5 separate regions of the Mus musculus genome follow, and all the other regions are linked to region 1. A link is a contact called in public ChIA-PET, HiChIP or PLAC-seq and promoter capture Hi-C data. All regions are on one chromosome and are shown on one strand. Each heading gives the region's core, a stretch centred on a gene start, on an enhancer-like site or on the middle of the called end of the contact. The rest is flanking DNA. Distances are from core to core; before and after follow the strand shown. Region 1 holds the start of Rnf8 (ring finger protein 8). Region 2 holds the start of Pi16 (peptidase inhibitor 16). Region 3 overlaps Zfand3 (zinc finger, AN1-type domain 3). Region 4 holds the start of BC004004 (cDNA sequence BC004004). Region 5 has its middle 29 kb from the start of Zfand3.

Region 1 (2,700 bases), core at 31-2,530:
TCCAGTTCCAGGGGATCCAACAACCTCTTCTGGTTTCTGCAGCCATTGGGCATGCACTTGGCTCAGAGACATACATGCAGGCAAAACATGTACACATATATCTTTTTTTTATTTTTTTTAAGATTTATTTATTATATGTAAGTACACTGTTGCTGTTTTCAGACACACCAGAAGAGGGCACCAGATCTCATGATCTCCTTTCGGGTGGTTGTGAGCCACCATGTGGTTGCTGGGATTTGAACTCAGGATCTTCAGAAGAGCAGTCCGTGCTCTTAACCGCTGAGCCATCTCTCCAGCCCATACACACATATCTTAAACACCCAAACTTCAGCGTGGAGAGAGAAGGGAGAGTTTCATCTCCCTAGCCCCTTCAAGCCCATTTCCATTCCTTCTGTACCCTGTATGAGCCCCAGGTAATGCGATCCATCTCTACAGATTTGCCTGGTATAATTTTTAAAGATTCAGAAACAAAATGAGGTCATGAAAAACAAATAGATGCTAAATAGGAATAGACTGAATCAACCTTAAAATGATCAGACTTTTCTAAATCACTCAAAAGTGGGTTATAATGGGGTGGAGGTATAATTTAGCTACAGAGTACATCCTTGGCTGTGTGTTCAATGTTCAGAATCTCCTACTCCCAACCCAAAGTAGGCTATAGTTCTCAATAAAATGGTTATGGCCGTCATCACCGTGTTATAAAGCAATTTTTGTTTGTTTTGTAGACACGGTCTCATATCCCAGGCTGGCCTCTAACTCACTGCATAGCGGTAGATGCCCTTGAACTCCTCATCCTCCACCACACTCTGCCAAAGGAAAAAGGGGTGGGATACAAATAAAGGTTCAGGTTCATTGCTGCTGGATCTGGGGTACTGGCTTTGGAGAGCGCAGAGAGGAAAGAAGGTATTGGGAAAGTCATTATTATACTCACGAACCCAAGGAAAGAGAGTGTTTCTGTTGTTTACTATAATTTTTAATCTATAACTTTTAAGTGTTTATTACTCTGCGCGCACACAGGCGCGCGCGCACACCCACACCCACCCGCTAGGGTGCGCATTTGGAAGTCAGAGGCCAATTTGAAAAGTCAGTTTTCCCCAGCCACCATATAGGTGAAGCCTGAGCATCGTCTCCACGCTTGCCAGCAAGTAGCTTTACTCGTTGAGCCATCCTCCAAGTCCTAAAATCTATGCTTTAGTTTAGGATTTTGTCCGCAGCAGACGTTACGCTCGTCCTTCTTCAGGCTCACACCTGCGCACTTCCCGCCCGCCTCCCGCTGCGCACGCGCACTGCCCGCCTTCCCAGGCCTGGGGCGGGCCCGCGCTCTCAACGCGGTCGATCCCCGGGCGATTGCTTCTGTCTTGTGTGTAGATTAAGTTGCGCGAGAGGAACCTCGGAGGCGGCCGGAGCTCAGGCTAGAGGTTGGCTGGTTGCTGAACGCTGCCCCAGTGCCGGTCGGGCCATGGGCGAGCCCGACCCCTTGGTCTCGGGGCAGCTCGCGGCCCGCCGGAGCTGGTGCTTGCGGCGGCTGGGGATGGACTGCGAGTGGCTGCAGCTGGAGGCTGGGACTGAGGTGAGGGCGAGAGGCCTGGCGAGCTGCGGGAGCGGGGGAAGGCCGCGCACACCGGTCGGCGGGGAGGCGCCGAGGCAGCGGGCTCCGGCCACCTCAGGGCCCGGAGGGACCGGGCCGCGAGGCCAGGCGAGTCCGCGGCTTGAGGCCCGAGCTGGAGGGCGGCTGCGCGGGAGCGGGACCCGTGCCGGAGCCGCTGTAACGGACGCGGGCCTCCCAGCGAGGAGAAGGATGGGGTCGAGAACAGGCACTGTCCCAGTTAAGGGTCTATCAGAGACGGAGAAACTGAGGCAGAGGCGTCCCCACTGATTCCTAGGAGTGGCGAACCTGTCTAGGGAGTCTGAAGATGGACGCCTGGAAGGCTGCGGAGGGCGTGGACTCTCTGGAGTTGATTTTAAGTGTGATCAGGAGTTTAAGGGTAGCATGCCTAAACCCCTCGAACTGTAATACTGAAAATAAAAGTCTTCCATTCCATCTCCGAGGGGAACTGGAGCGTCGGGGTGGGCCACTCCTGAAGTGGGTCAGCCTTCTCTCCAGAAACTGCTCACAATGTAAAGCTGACTTAAAAGGCCGGTGCTGGGGATTGAACGCAGGGTCACAGAACTTGGAAGGCAAGGACTCTACCAAATGAGCTGTATCTGCAGCTCCACAAACGCAAAATTAGAAACAAAGACAAAGTGGGAGGAACAGTTCTAAGTGGGGGAGAGGTGCTGGGTGCTGTTGTGGGCTTTCAATCCTTGCAGTCTGCTCTGGAAGCAGAACTGGGTCAGGGATGCGCTTGCAATGTAGAATCCTTGAGGTTTTGGAAAGCCTGTACAGTACTGAATGTTGGTCATGTGTACTGGCTGGTCTTTTGTCAACTTGGCACACAAACCAGAGTCCTCTGAAAAGAGGGAAACTTAATTGAGCAAATGTCTCCATAAGATCCAGCTGTAAGGCATTTTCTTAATTAGTGATTGATAGGGGAGGGCCCAGCCCATTGTGAGTGGGGTTGTCCCTTGGCTGGTGCACCTGTGTTCTATAAGAAAGCAGGCTGAACAAACCAGTCAGCAGCACCCCTCCATGGCCTCTGCATCAGCTCCCGCCTCCAGGTTCCTGCCCTGTGTGAGTTTTTGTCCTGACTTCCATTGATG
Region 2 (2,700 bases), core at 197-2,696, 300 kb before region 1:
AAAAAGCATTAGTCTTGCTGGCTGCCAAGGAGCTTAGGTTTGGCATCACAGACCGTCCACCACAGTGGGCAACAGAAAGGAAGGCATCAGAGAGCCTCAAAGATAGATGTGTGCAAAGACTGACCAAGCAGCATTTGTATTAGAGGTGAGGGACAAACATCCATCAGAAGGAAAACAAACAAATATCTAATTAAAAAAAAAAAAAAGGTTAGCCTGGGCCAGGCCAAGCGCCTTTAATCCTAGCACTTGGGAGGCAGAGGCAGTCAGATTTCTGAGTTCAAGGCCAGCCTGGTCTACAGAGTGAGTTCCAGGACAGCCAGGGCTATACAGAGAAACCCTGTCTCAGGGGGAAAAAAAAAGATGTATGTATGTATGTATGTATGTATGTATTTATTTATTTATGTATATAAGTACACTGTAGCTGTACTGATGGTTGTGACCCATCATGTGGTTGCTGGGAATTTGAATTCAGGACCTCTGTGCTCTGGTCGGCCCTGCTCACTCCAGTTGACCTGCTTGCTCCACCCTAAAAGTTTATTATTTTATCTAAGTACACAATAGCTGTCTTCAGACAGTACCAGAAGAGGGCGTCAGATCCCATTACAGATGGTTGTGAGCCACCATGTAGTTGCTGGGAATTGAACTCAGGACTTCTGGAAGAGCAGTCAGTGCTCTTAACTGCTGAGCCATCTCACCAGCCCCCGATTTTTTTTTTTTTTAATAATTACACGCTACATAAATTTTGTTCACTCTTAAGCTGTTCCCCCTCCAGTGCTCATAGATGTGTGCTGCCAGGGACTTCAATTCCATGTGGCATGTCCTCTAGAGAACATCTTTTTAAAAACAGAGGAGGAGGAGGGAAGGAGGGGGAGAGAGGAGGGCTGGAGAGATGGCTCAGCTGTTAAGAGCACTGGCTGCTCTTCTGGAGGACCTGAGTTCTATTCCCAGTACCCACATACATGATAGGAACACCATCTATACATGCATCTACCATCTGTAGATCACAACCATCTACAAATGAGTTGATGCCCTCTTCTGCCATGCAGGTGTACATGCAGATAGAGCACTCACATACATTAAGTAAATAAATATAATTGCGGAGACATAGCAATTAGAGAGCAGCTAACCTGGGCTACATAATGAAGAACTTGTCTGAGACAAACGAGAGACCTCCACACCCCCTGACTTCTTTCCTGTTCCTGTGGATATTCATCCTCTTGTTTAGAAGGCTCTCCTGGGGCTGGAGAGACAGCTCAGCAATCAAGGGCGCCTGCTGCTCTTGCAGAGGACCTGGGGTGGGCACTTAATGTTGCTGTCATGACCCTTGCATCATCTCTCCCTCCCTTGCTCTTTCCGTGGTACTGGCAGCTTCCTCATCTTACCCAATCCTGTAGGGGCAGGTCTGTAAGGTTCCTTCTTTGTTCTGTCCTCTGCACTTAGTAGTGACTGAATGCCACAGCACAGCGCTGCAGCTGCTTCTGGAATTGTGTCCCCTGAGGATCTGTCCCCCTCAGGAGGGATGGTGGAGCTCATATAGCCTTTGGCCTGAGCCCTTTACTGAGAGAAAAGGAGGCTGTTGCCAAGGACTCCAGGGGAGTGGATTCTGCTCTGGTCCAGACCCAAGGCACCCAGCCCTCCTGGAGACATTGTGTGAGCCGGGCTGGGCCTCCAGACACAGCCCCTGCTGCCCCACCCCAGCCAGGGTGGTGCTTGTGTGGGAAGGACTTTAAGTCCAGCTGCCAGACCCCTGATCAGGAGAGGCAGAGAGGGCTGGCCACCATGCACGGTTCCTGCAGCCCGTGGGTGATGTTGCCGCCGCCACTGCTCCTCCTGCTGCTGCTGATTGCCACTGGCCCCACCACAGCCCTCACAGAGGACGAGAAGCAAACTATGGTGGATCTTCACAACCAGTACCGTGCCCAGGTGTCCCCGCCAGCCTCAGATATGCTGCAGATGGTGAGTGTGGCTGGGGGCCACCTCCTGGGCCTGAAGGGTGCGAGGCAAGGCCTGCCACAGTCCTTCTCCTCGCCTCCCCGTGGGGATGCTCTGTCAAGACTCCTTCCTCTCTGGTCAGTGACAGAGTCCCTGGTGCTGTATAATGCACTGGTCCCCATTATCAGCCCCATCTTCTAGATGAGAAAACTGAGGCTCAGAGGGAACTTTGCTCAAGCTTAAGCCCTGGCTCCCCACACAGCAGTGGCCTCCTCCTCAACTCTTCTCAAGATGGGGTGTCCTGGAGGGAAGAGGAAGAGGCAGATGAGCCCAGAAAACACTGGAGGGGGAGGGAGCAAGCCTGAAGGACTTTGGGGCCCACAGTTTAGGTGCCCTTTCCAAAACCCGGTCTCGTTTGGGGCGCATCCTGTAACCATGTGGACTCTCTCAGTGTCTCGTCGGTAAAATGGGGTCACAAGCACACCCACACGCATGGGCTGACTCGCACACATGTAATACTACATGCGGTGAAATATAAAAAGCACATATATAACACACATACAAATTATCTACACAACAGTGAGAGGAATGCACAGACAGTGGAGGCCGAGGCTGGGTGCCGGTGGCCAATCTGGCGAAAAGAACATTTATTATCAGATGGCAGGGTGGAGGCAGGATGTCTGCTCTGGTTTCAGCTGATAAGAGTTAGAATCACTCCCATTCTGTCCTCTCTGAAGTCTGACTGGTCCACCCCACTCCCAGACACCC
Region 3 (2,700 bases), core at 66-2,565, 500 kb after region 1:
ACACGTACCACCACATCTAGCATTTTTTAATGTGGTTTCTGCGGATTGAACTCAGGTCTTCACTTTACCAATTGAGCTTTTCCTCAATTGAGCTTTCCCCCCCTCTCTTTTTTTTTTAAAAATGAGGAAGTAGACCCAGAGAACTTAAAGGAACTTTGTTAGTTCACTTAGCTCCTAAATCTTAATGAAATGCAGAGTGGTTTGTTTGAATGTAAAGACTAAGTAGCTTGCATTTCTTTCCCTCAGCCTGTTTCTACTGGCAAGCACAGAGTGCACACTTTTCATTGACTTGGACTGAGCAACTTTAGGACCGCTTGGTGCTTTGGTCCTATTGGACAAAGCATGTTTTGATAATAGGAGATGAGCGTTCTGGTGTAGCTCTGCCCCTGACTGTCTGGTGTCTCTTGCCCTTGGTTGCCCTGCAGATAGGTGTGTCTCCTTCCACAGAGTATGATTTGCAGGACATGTTATCTGTACCACCAAACACTCAGCATGAGTCTGTAAAGCAAGGAGGCTTTACAGATGAGACAGTCAGATGCTGAGCAGAGGTTGGGGGATTCTTCATTGTTTTTATTCAGAAAACTTGACTGGCGAGGGACCTGTGCTTGTGTGTGAGGCGTATTTTAAGGCAGACATCCCTCTCTTTGTTGGGAATAGTGGATCTGATTGACGCATCAGTCACTGTTGTCAGTTACAGTTTAGTACTTTAAAAAGTCATGAAAACAGAGGTACACGAAGTGACACATATGTTAATGAGCTTGATTTAGCCATAGCATAGTACCTATTTTAGAATAACATTGTGTATGATAAAATACGTAACTTTCTCAATTTAAAATATTCAGAAAAAAATTGAAAAGTTTTACAGTGTATACTAGGCAACAAGGAAGCACTTTGGCAAGAAAAAAAAATAACCAAAGAGTAAGATCTGTTTCATATACTTATAGGAAAAATGTCATTGCTTGTGAAAAATAAGAATTAGGTCAGGACAAAATATAGCTTCAGTGTTTTAAGTAAGTGGTAGCTGCACTTGCTCTCTGCCCAGGCTTTGGTCTCTAGTATGTGTTCTCACTAGTAAGCGTCTCCATCAATACAGCAAAAGAAAAACTTTTTAGAGTTTTCATGATATTCACCAGTTGAAGACATCGTTATAATAATATGCCTTTTCCAAAAATTCATTGCTCAACCTGGTAGTTCTGCTAAAGCGAATGTGTACCCAAAAGAATTGAACCCTAAGTAGGATACGTGACTAAGTATGTGTGTGTCACTTTTAGCTCGGGGCTTCTGGGCCTTATTTCTGAATTGCGTGGTATCTTCAGCAATAGGGACTTAACTTTCACCCCTGGCTGAGGGTAACCTAGGGCAATCAATAGCAGGGGGCCGTGTGCTAGACAGCTCTGGCCAACAACTCAAAAGAGGGCTTCTCATGGTTGGTCCTGGGAATTTTGGTAGGTGGTCTTGAACTTTTGGAGGGAGTGCTGTCAGCCTAGATGAGAAAAGTTCAATAAAATTATAAATATGTATTTGTACAATGAGTTATGGCACATTTTGTTTTCTATGGCAGTATTCATAGCGGATCAAACTCTGCTCACGTTTAGACTGTGCTGTGAGTGGACTGTCTTTGTTTTCTGTTCTCTCTAGAAGCCTTCAGAGAAGGTTTAGTTAATCACAGGGCACAATTTTTGTGACATTTTACTTGTGGTACCTAGCACAATAATTAAAATATATTGCTTGGCTATTGAAACAATATTTTTTTTATTACAGAGTTAAAACTGTCGTCTGGAAAGAAACTCTATTATTTAAAAATGAATATTATTTGGTAAATAACTTAAAATTTAAAAGAATAGCTTCAAATGGAAGGATATTGATACATTGCTTTGTGGATCAGTTTTCTGACCTTTTGTCCTCTTGGATCTGAAAGACCATTAATACAAAGTTGAACTTGTGGGAAAATGACAAGAATTTCCTCTTAAGTTCTTGTTTTTGGGCAGGCTTGCATTTACCTGTGTAGTTTTGTATGTTGTTACTTTTGATGGAACACAAATGTTGCAATTACTCTACAGTGTTTTTATTCAGTAGAGAAGTGTTACCTTTTCTCTGTGCAAGCTAGAGATGTTTGAGGGTAAGAATAACCCAGCGCGTAGGGGAGGGAGGTATCCAGTGTGACTGACCTAAGAGATTTTTGCTAAATTGCTTTCCTGAAGGTTGGATCTTACTGTGAAATGTGCACCCAGCCCTTTTGTAGCCCTTTGTATTTTTGTATTTCTTCCTGGGCCCAGAGGAACATCAAGGGAGTTTTTGTGAAGCCAGCAGAGGGCGCATATCTGATGCTCTTGTACTTGAAAACAGGACTGAGTGAATTTTTTTGAAGCAACTTGAAAACAGGACTGAGTGTATTTTTAAGGGTTCTTCATCAAAGCTCCTCCCTTCCCTCAACATTCTTTTTTTTTTTTTAAATTGTGATTTAAAAAAACCATTGTGAAATAAAATCAGATGAAAAAATGTTTTAAAGGATTTGTTGTCAAATCTGACAGTTGGTTTTCTCCCTAAGTTGGAGAACATCAATTTAGAGACAAGCATCTTACTGGGTAGCCCTGGCTAGCCTGGAATTTGTTATGTAAACCAGTCTTGACTTCAAACTCATAGATATCCACCTGCCTCTGCCTCCCTAGTGCTAAGATTAAAAATGTGCACTACCACTCC
Region 4 (2,700 bases), core at 10-2,509, 350 kb before region 1:
TCTGATCGTCACTGTTCTCTGTAAAGCTGGTGTCCTTAGGGAAACAGAACTGTACCTCTTCAGTGCAGTCTCACCTGTCTCTCTTTGCCTTGCAGCTTCAAGTGATGGGAACTCTGCTAACCCCAGTTCTCTCACTCGGTGAGGTTCTGAAAAGGGGACTTTGAGAATTTCCAAGGCCACCATAGATGAATTTAGGCTCCATATATTCTCCTTTTTAGTTTTTTTGTTTTTTTGTTTATTTGGTTTTTCGAGACAGGGTTTCTCTGTATAGCCCTGCCTGTCCTGGAACTCACTCTGCCCGGCAGCTACAGACAGTTCTAAGCCATTGTGTGGGTGCTGGAAAGTGAACTCTGGTCTTTTTCTGGAGCAGCAGGTGCTTGTAACTCCGGAGCCCTTTCTCTAGCCTGTGTAACTGTCATTTTAAGGGGTTAAAAACAAAGTCAGTTCTGGCAGGCTTAGTATGTCAGCTGAGGGTACAGGTAGTAGTGGGTGTCAGGAAAGGAGACTTATTTGTGCCTGTATGGGGAGAGCGTAGAGTGGCCTGGTGGCCTGGAGTCTTTGCTCTGGTTCATCTGACCCCATCTCACAGTCACCATGGCTTTTGAGTTATAGCATCAGGGCTGAGCCCAGCATTTTGTTTCAGGTCCCCGGGTAGAAATCAGTTAAAGGTTCTGATATAGAGGCTTGAGAGATGGCTTGGCTGTTCAGAAAGCTGTTTTCCCAAAGAATTTGAGTTCAGTTCCCAGAATCTATATCATTCTGCTCACAGTTGTCTGTAAGTCCAGTTCCATGGGATCCGGTGCCTCTGAAGACACTTATGTGCATGGAGAAGCGTACACATACTACACACACACACACACACACACACACACACACATATACAAACAGTTGCTGACTGCCACTCCCTATTTGTGAGAGAAACCTGCAGTCAGTTAACCAGCTCCATAAACCTGTTTGGCTGGTTCATGGTCAGGTGTTGTGAGAATGTTCATGTTACAATATATAATTCTTGAAGCAGTTTCCTAAGAGTACAGTGCTTAGTGATGCTTACCACAGAACCAGCAGTCAATAGATACAAACGAGTGAGCCAAGTGTAAATGGGAATGAATTGAGTCAATGAGTCCGGACCCCTAAAAAAATTTTTTTATTATTATTATTATTGTTGTTATTAATATTTTGAGACTTCTACGACTGAGAAGGCGCAGTAGTGCCATCTGGACGTCAGGGGGAGCAAGAGCACAAGCTTTTCAGATACCGCGAGATTTGCCCCGCGCCCCGCGCCCCGCGACCTCGCCAGATCTGTTTCGGAACCTGGGGCGCAAGGAGCTTTTCCTTTGTGTTCCAGCCCTGGCCGGCGGCGCGAGAACCACTTCCGGGTCGCGCTGCCGGAAGCAGGAAGTTGTTGGCCCACCCTCCTCGCCCGGCGGCTGCTGTCCCCGAGGCGGGAGGAGCCCGAGAGGGCGCGGGCCCGCATGTGAGTGACTGGGGCCCGAGGCCGGGAGGGGGGAGGCCGGCCGCCCTCCGCGGCCGCCGCTGCCTCGCGCCGCCCTCCTCGCCGCTCCCGTCCGCGTTCTGCTGACTGACAGCACCCCCGACCGCTCCCCGGGGCAGATCCCCTCTGACATCTTTCCCGAGGCTCCGCGGGGAGGGTGACGGGGTCCGACACTGCTCGAACTTGGTTCGCAGACGTGGCGGCCGTGTCCGAAAGCCCTGACCCCGCTTGCCAACCTGTCACAGATGCCTTAGCGTCACCCCTGAATGGCCCCTTCTTAGACATCTTAGCCCAAATGTTAAGGAGGAAGTACTTAATTTAATTTTATTTATTTTAATGTGGACTTAATGTGATAAACTTGGCGTCTCAGAACGTGGCATGGCACACTGACCCGTTTGCAGTCAATCGCCTGCCAGTACGAGAAAAATAAGCTGCCTAGTGTTTCCTTGCATTTTAAGACTTAAACCTTGCAAGCCATGTGTCGTGAGTATGCTATGTCAGAAACATAAAGGGACACGTTTGTCTTTTCACAGTGCCAGGCACAATGTCTTTCACAATGGAAGTACAGATTCACAAACTGGGTTTCGTTGGCTGCAATTTTGCCAAGATTTCGAGATTTCCCTTGACAGCTGGCCATCACCGAAAATAGAATATATCATTCCAGTCTTCACTGGTGATATTAACTCTCACCGGAGACTACACATCCCACAGTAATTATATGTCTATGTAGGCTATTGAATAGCTGTGTAAGGGGTAAAGAGGCCACAGGAGTTCTAAGAGGCCTTACATGAAGCAGAAGACAGATGTAAAGAGAAAGACAAGTATTCATGATAAGGTATGAAGGCTTTGGAGCTGAGGGAGGCCCGGAGCTAGACTTCACCATTGAGGTGAGCTTGGGAATGAACTGGAAGATGGTCCAGAAGGACACACAGGTGGCCACATCAACAGTGGCAGGAAGGGGAGGATCTTGAGCTCCAGAGATTGGTAGGAGTTCTCTGCTGTCAGCCTTTAATGAACACACTCGTGGTTACACGGGCAATGGGGGCTCTTGTCATTATAGCTTTAGAAGTGTTCATGGGGCTCAAGTGAAGGTGATCGATTTTTGCCACTTTCTAGGGCATATGATAAGTTGGTTTTATTTAGTGTATTTGATAATGGATCTCCTGGTGTGAATTCAGTACCCTTATGTGTTCATAGAGTTCTAATTT
Region 5 (2,700 bases), core at 4-2,503, 360 kb after region 1:
GTGGCTCTGAGTCCAAACTGTGGTTCCTCTGCCTGCCCGTTCTTTGGGCTTCAGCAGTTGAAGCTCTCTGAGGCTACATTTCCTTACCTCGGAATCTGGGAAGAGTACAGCTTACCTCGGGGGCACTGTCAGAATAGCCTAACAGACATAAATCACACAGCATAGCATGCCACACCTGCAACCGTGTTGGTTTTTCCTTGTTTGTTTTCTGCCCAAGGTCGCACAGCTAGCAAGCAGAGACACTCTGGAAACAGCTTTTGAAAGGAGGGGTTCAGGGGGAAAATACAAACCACATTACTCAGTGCCAGATTAGGGTCTGTGACAATGACTTTGCGTCTCTATACCCGTGCCACATCCTCGTACTTAACATACAGCTGGACAACAATCAATGTGTGTTCAATGAGTGAGTACAAGAAGGAACAGACACGCAGAAGGGCTCCCACCCAAAACTGCCTTTAGGAACCTTGTTTCAGAAGACTCAGTGGATCAGAGACTCTAGTGGTTAAAGGGGCTTGCTGCCAACCCTCATGACCGGAGTTCAATACTCAGGGTCCACATGGTGGAAGGAGAGAACCAATTCTCAGGGTCCACATGGTGGAAGGAGAGAACCAATTCTCATATGTTCTCTAACCTACACACACATACACACATACACACACACACACACACACACACACAAATGCAAAACAACTGGACAAACAAGCAAGACCCCAAACTTATTTCAGGCTGACATCCAGGTATAATTCCCTGGGATGGAGAAGCTTGCCAATAACCCCCCAGTGGGTGTTATTTTCTGGGATGGAAAAGGTGTTATCTGCCTCATATCTGATGAAACAGGTCACAGATTGGCATCAGGGAGCAGGGAGAAGGTAACTGGCCACCTTGAGTACAAGCTGGTCCTAGTGACTTGTGCCTAAAGGAGATCTGGGGTGGATGTGGAATAACAGACAGGAGCTGTTGCCAGAATGTACACCTCAGGCCCCTGCCACCTCCCTTCCTCTGTTGCCAGGAAAGCCCAAGTTTGTGGGGACTGCCTTGAAACCAGGCCAGGAAACAGTCTGGAGTTTCTTCCTGCCTCCTGGAGACGGGGTTTCTTCTGCAGCTCTCTCCTGTCTGGGGGTGACTCATCAGTTGTGGTGTCCTCCATAGCAGAAGAGGGTTCCAGAGAAGAGGGGCCGCCCGGGGCATATCCATCTGCTGAACAGCCAGTGCTGGCAGTAAGGCCTCTGGGCTGTTTCAATTGTGACCACAGGGGGGCGAGAGGGAGCCAGGCCCAGCGGCCCGGCCATCTGGATGTTCCTAAGCTGGGAAGAGCCCTGGACTAAGCCTGCGGAGGCGGTGCTGATGCTTCTTGGGCCTCCCAGGAGCTCTGGGCCTCCACTAAATCTGAAATAAACTCTGCCTAAAATCAGGACTAGAATCTCTCATTTACAGAGAGATTCCTAAATCAGGGGAGCGTACTTGCTCGATCTATCTACTATTGATCTCCTGAAAGCCTTAAGTCAGCTTCTTCCCTTATCATCAGGTCAGTCAGGGACTGAAGACTGTAGCTACGGTGATTAAGGCTTTGCCTAGCATGCACGAAGCCCAGGGTTCCAGCCCAAGCACTAGCTAAGCTGGGTGCGGTTAGTACACATGCTTGGATATGCTCACAACCTGCATTTTATATGTACATATATTTGAGGCAGGGGTATCTTTTTTATTTATTTATTTATTTATTTGATTACTCGGACTTTGTTTTGCTTTCTTGTTTGTTTGTTTGTTTAGATGGATTCAAATAGCCCAGGCTGGCCTCCATGGGCTTTGTGCCTGGGGGTGGCTTTGAACTTCTCATCCTCCTACTTTGACTTCCTCAGTGCTGGGGTTACAGGTGTGTGCCACCATACCTGATTTAAGGGATGCTGAAATGTGCTAGGCAGGCTTGCTAACCTTGCTTGTGTCTGTCCCTCACCTGGATCATAGCCCACGGTCATATCAGAGCTGTCCCCATGTGAGGTCAGAGGTCGACACAGGCTCTCCACAGCCTTTGGTGCTTCGCCTTGACTTGTCAATAATCTCCATCACACCTCAAAGTAGATGATACTGAGCCTCAGAGATATCGATCGAAGAATCCAAAGCCACACAGCTAGAAGAGTGTGGTGTGTGCTCCAGAGAACATAGCCCCTCCATTTCCCACACCCAGTAAGACCCCCGCTCCCACCTCCCATCACAGCCATCTGCTTGCAGCAAGCAACTTGACCTCTGTCCCCCACCCCTCCTTCAGACTGGGGGACTTCCCAGGGAGAACAGAGTCTTGCCTAATTGCAAAGGCTTAAGCGTACAAGCCTTTGCTTGAAAGTGATTGAGGCTTAACTCCAGGAACCAAGTCCAGCACGATTTACTCTGAGTATCTGTTAATCCCTCTGCCTGGCCTAGAGAGTGCTACCTGGAGTGATACCCAAGGCTATGTGTGAACATGTCCGTCCCCCCACCCCCAGCTCCTCTCCTCCTTGACCTCTGCACTCCCACCCCCAAGCCCAGTCCCTTTCTGGGACTGCAATATGTGTTCACCAAGACTGTCTCGAGGGCTGGTGAGATGGCTCAGTGGGTTAGAGCACCCGACTGCTCTTCCGAAGGTCCAGAGTTCAAATCCCAGCAACCACATGGTGGCTCACAACCATCCGTAACGAGATCTGACTCCCTCTTCTGGAGTGTCTGAAG

Evidence for each region. Promoter capture Hi-C pulls out the DNA fragments that hold promoters and counts their contacts. ChIA-PET counts read pairs in DNA pulled down with a chosen protein or histone mark. HiChIP or PLAC-seq counts read pairs in DNA pulled down with a chosen protein or histone mark.
Region 2: a contact with region 1 is called in an H3K4me3 HiChIP or PLAC-seq map of bone marrow-derived macrophages, with 3 times the contacts expected there. The contact joins the promoter of Pi16 here to the promoter of Rnf8 in region 1. A contact is called at or near these places in 1 of 39 promoter capture datasets (liver), 1 of 15 datasets of contacts at CTCF or cohesin (the NIH/3T3 cell line), 2 of 115 datasets of contacts at active chromatin or transcription factors (bone marrow-derived macrophages and effector CD8 T cells) and 3 of 9 other capture datasets (adipose tissue, embryonic stem cells and liver).
Region 3: a promoter capture Hi-C map of the HPC-7 cell line shows a contact between it and region 1, with 3 times the contacts expected there. The contact joins the enhancer-like site here to the promoter of Rnf8 in region 1. A contact is called at or near these places in 5 of 39 promoter capture datasets (the 3T3-L1 cell line, the HPC-7 cell line, HPC-7-derived erythroid cells and 2 more), 2 of 115 datasets of contacts at active chromatin or transcription factors (embryonic forebrain and neural tube) and 1 of 9 other capture datasets (embryonic stem cells).
Region 4: an RNA polymerase II ChIA-PET map of memory CD8 T cells shows a contact between it and region 1, with 112 read pairs. The contact joins the promoter of BC004004 here to the promoter of Rnf8 in region 1. A contact is called at or near these places in 8 of 39 promoter capture datasets (the HPC-7 cell line, embryonic stem cells, hematopoietic stem and progenitor cells and 5 more), 6 of 484 Hi-C or Micro-C datasets (B cells, CD8 T cells, cardiomyocytes and 3 more), 7 of 115 datasets of contacts at active chromatin or transcription factors (bone marrow-derived macrophages, effector CD8 T cells, embryonic stem cells and 3 more) and 3 of 9 other capture datasets (adipose tissue, embryonic stem cells and liver).
Region 5: an H3K4me3 HiChIP or PLAC-seq map of embryonic stem cells shows a contact between it and region 1, with 9 read pairs. The contact joins the enhancer-like site here to the promoter of Rnf8 in region 1. A contact is called at or near these places in 4 of 39 promoter capture datasets (cranial neural crest, hippocampal neurons, pre-B cells and 1 more), 1 of 484 Hi-C or Micro-C datasets (cerebellum) and 5 of 115 datasets of contacts at active chromatin or transcription factors (T-cell acute lymphoblastic leukemia, embryonic basal ganglia, embryonic forebrain and 1 more).

Annotation. Positions count from the first base shown.
Region 1 is chr17:29,613,509-29,616,208 of GRCm38.p6, forward strand. It overlaps Rnf8 (ring finger protein 8), which reads left to right and starts at 1,281. Exons shown (of 8, transcript NM_021419.2): 1 at 1,281-1,570. The coding sequence starts at 1,460. Gm28043 (predicted gene, 28043) reads left to right here and starts at 1,281. Exons shown (of 28, transcript NR_132314.1): 1 at 1,281-1,570.
Region 2 is chr17:29,317,436-29,320,135 of GRCm38.p6, forward strand. It overlaps Pi16 (peptidase inhibitor 16), which reads left to right and starts at 1,447. Exons shown (of 7, transcript NM_023734.3): 1 at 1,447-1,956. The coding sequence starts at 1,780. Gm46603 (a long non-coding RNA gene) reads right to left here. Exons shown (of 4, transcript XR_003952339.1): 4 at 2,349-2,700.
Region 3 is chr17:30,112,651-30,115,350 of GRCm38.p6, forward strand. The region is part of intron 2 of Zfand3 (zinc finger, AN1-type domain 3); the gene reads left to right. Among named protein-coding and RNA genes, the nearest start is that of Zfand3, 110 kb to the left of the region's middle. Within about 2 kb of position 1,316, at least 8 of the 459 cell types and tissues checked have an H3K27ac peak or open chromatin away from gene starts, as enhancers often do. A contact at or near this core is called in the HPC-7 cell line, where this site is marked.
Region 4 is chr17:29,267,529-29,270,228 of GRCm38.p6, forward strand. It overlaps BC004004 (cDNA sequence BC004004), which reads left to right and starts at 1,260. Exons shown (of 9, transcript NM_030561.3): 1 at 1,260-1,474.
Region 5 is chr17:29,974,693-29,977,392 of GRCm38.p6, forward strand. No RefSeq gene overlaps it. Among named protein-coding and RNA genes, the nearest start is that of Zfand3, 29 kb to the right of the region's middle. Within about 2 kb of position 1,254, at least 49 of the 459 cell types and tissues checked have an H3K27ac peak or open chromatin away from gene starts, as enhancers often do. A contact at or near this core is called in cerebellum and embryonic stem cells, where this site is marked.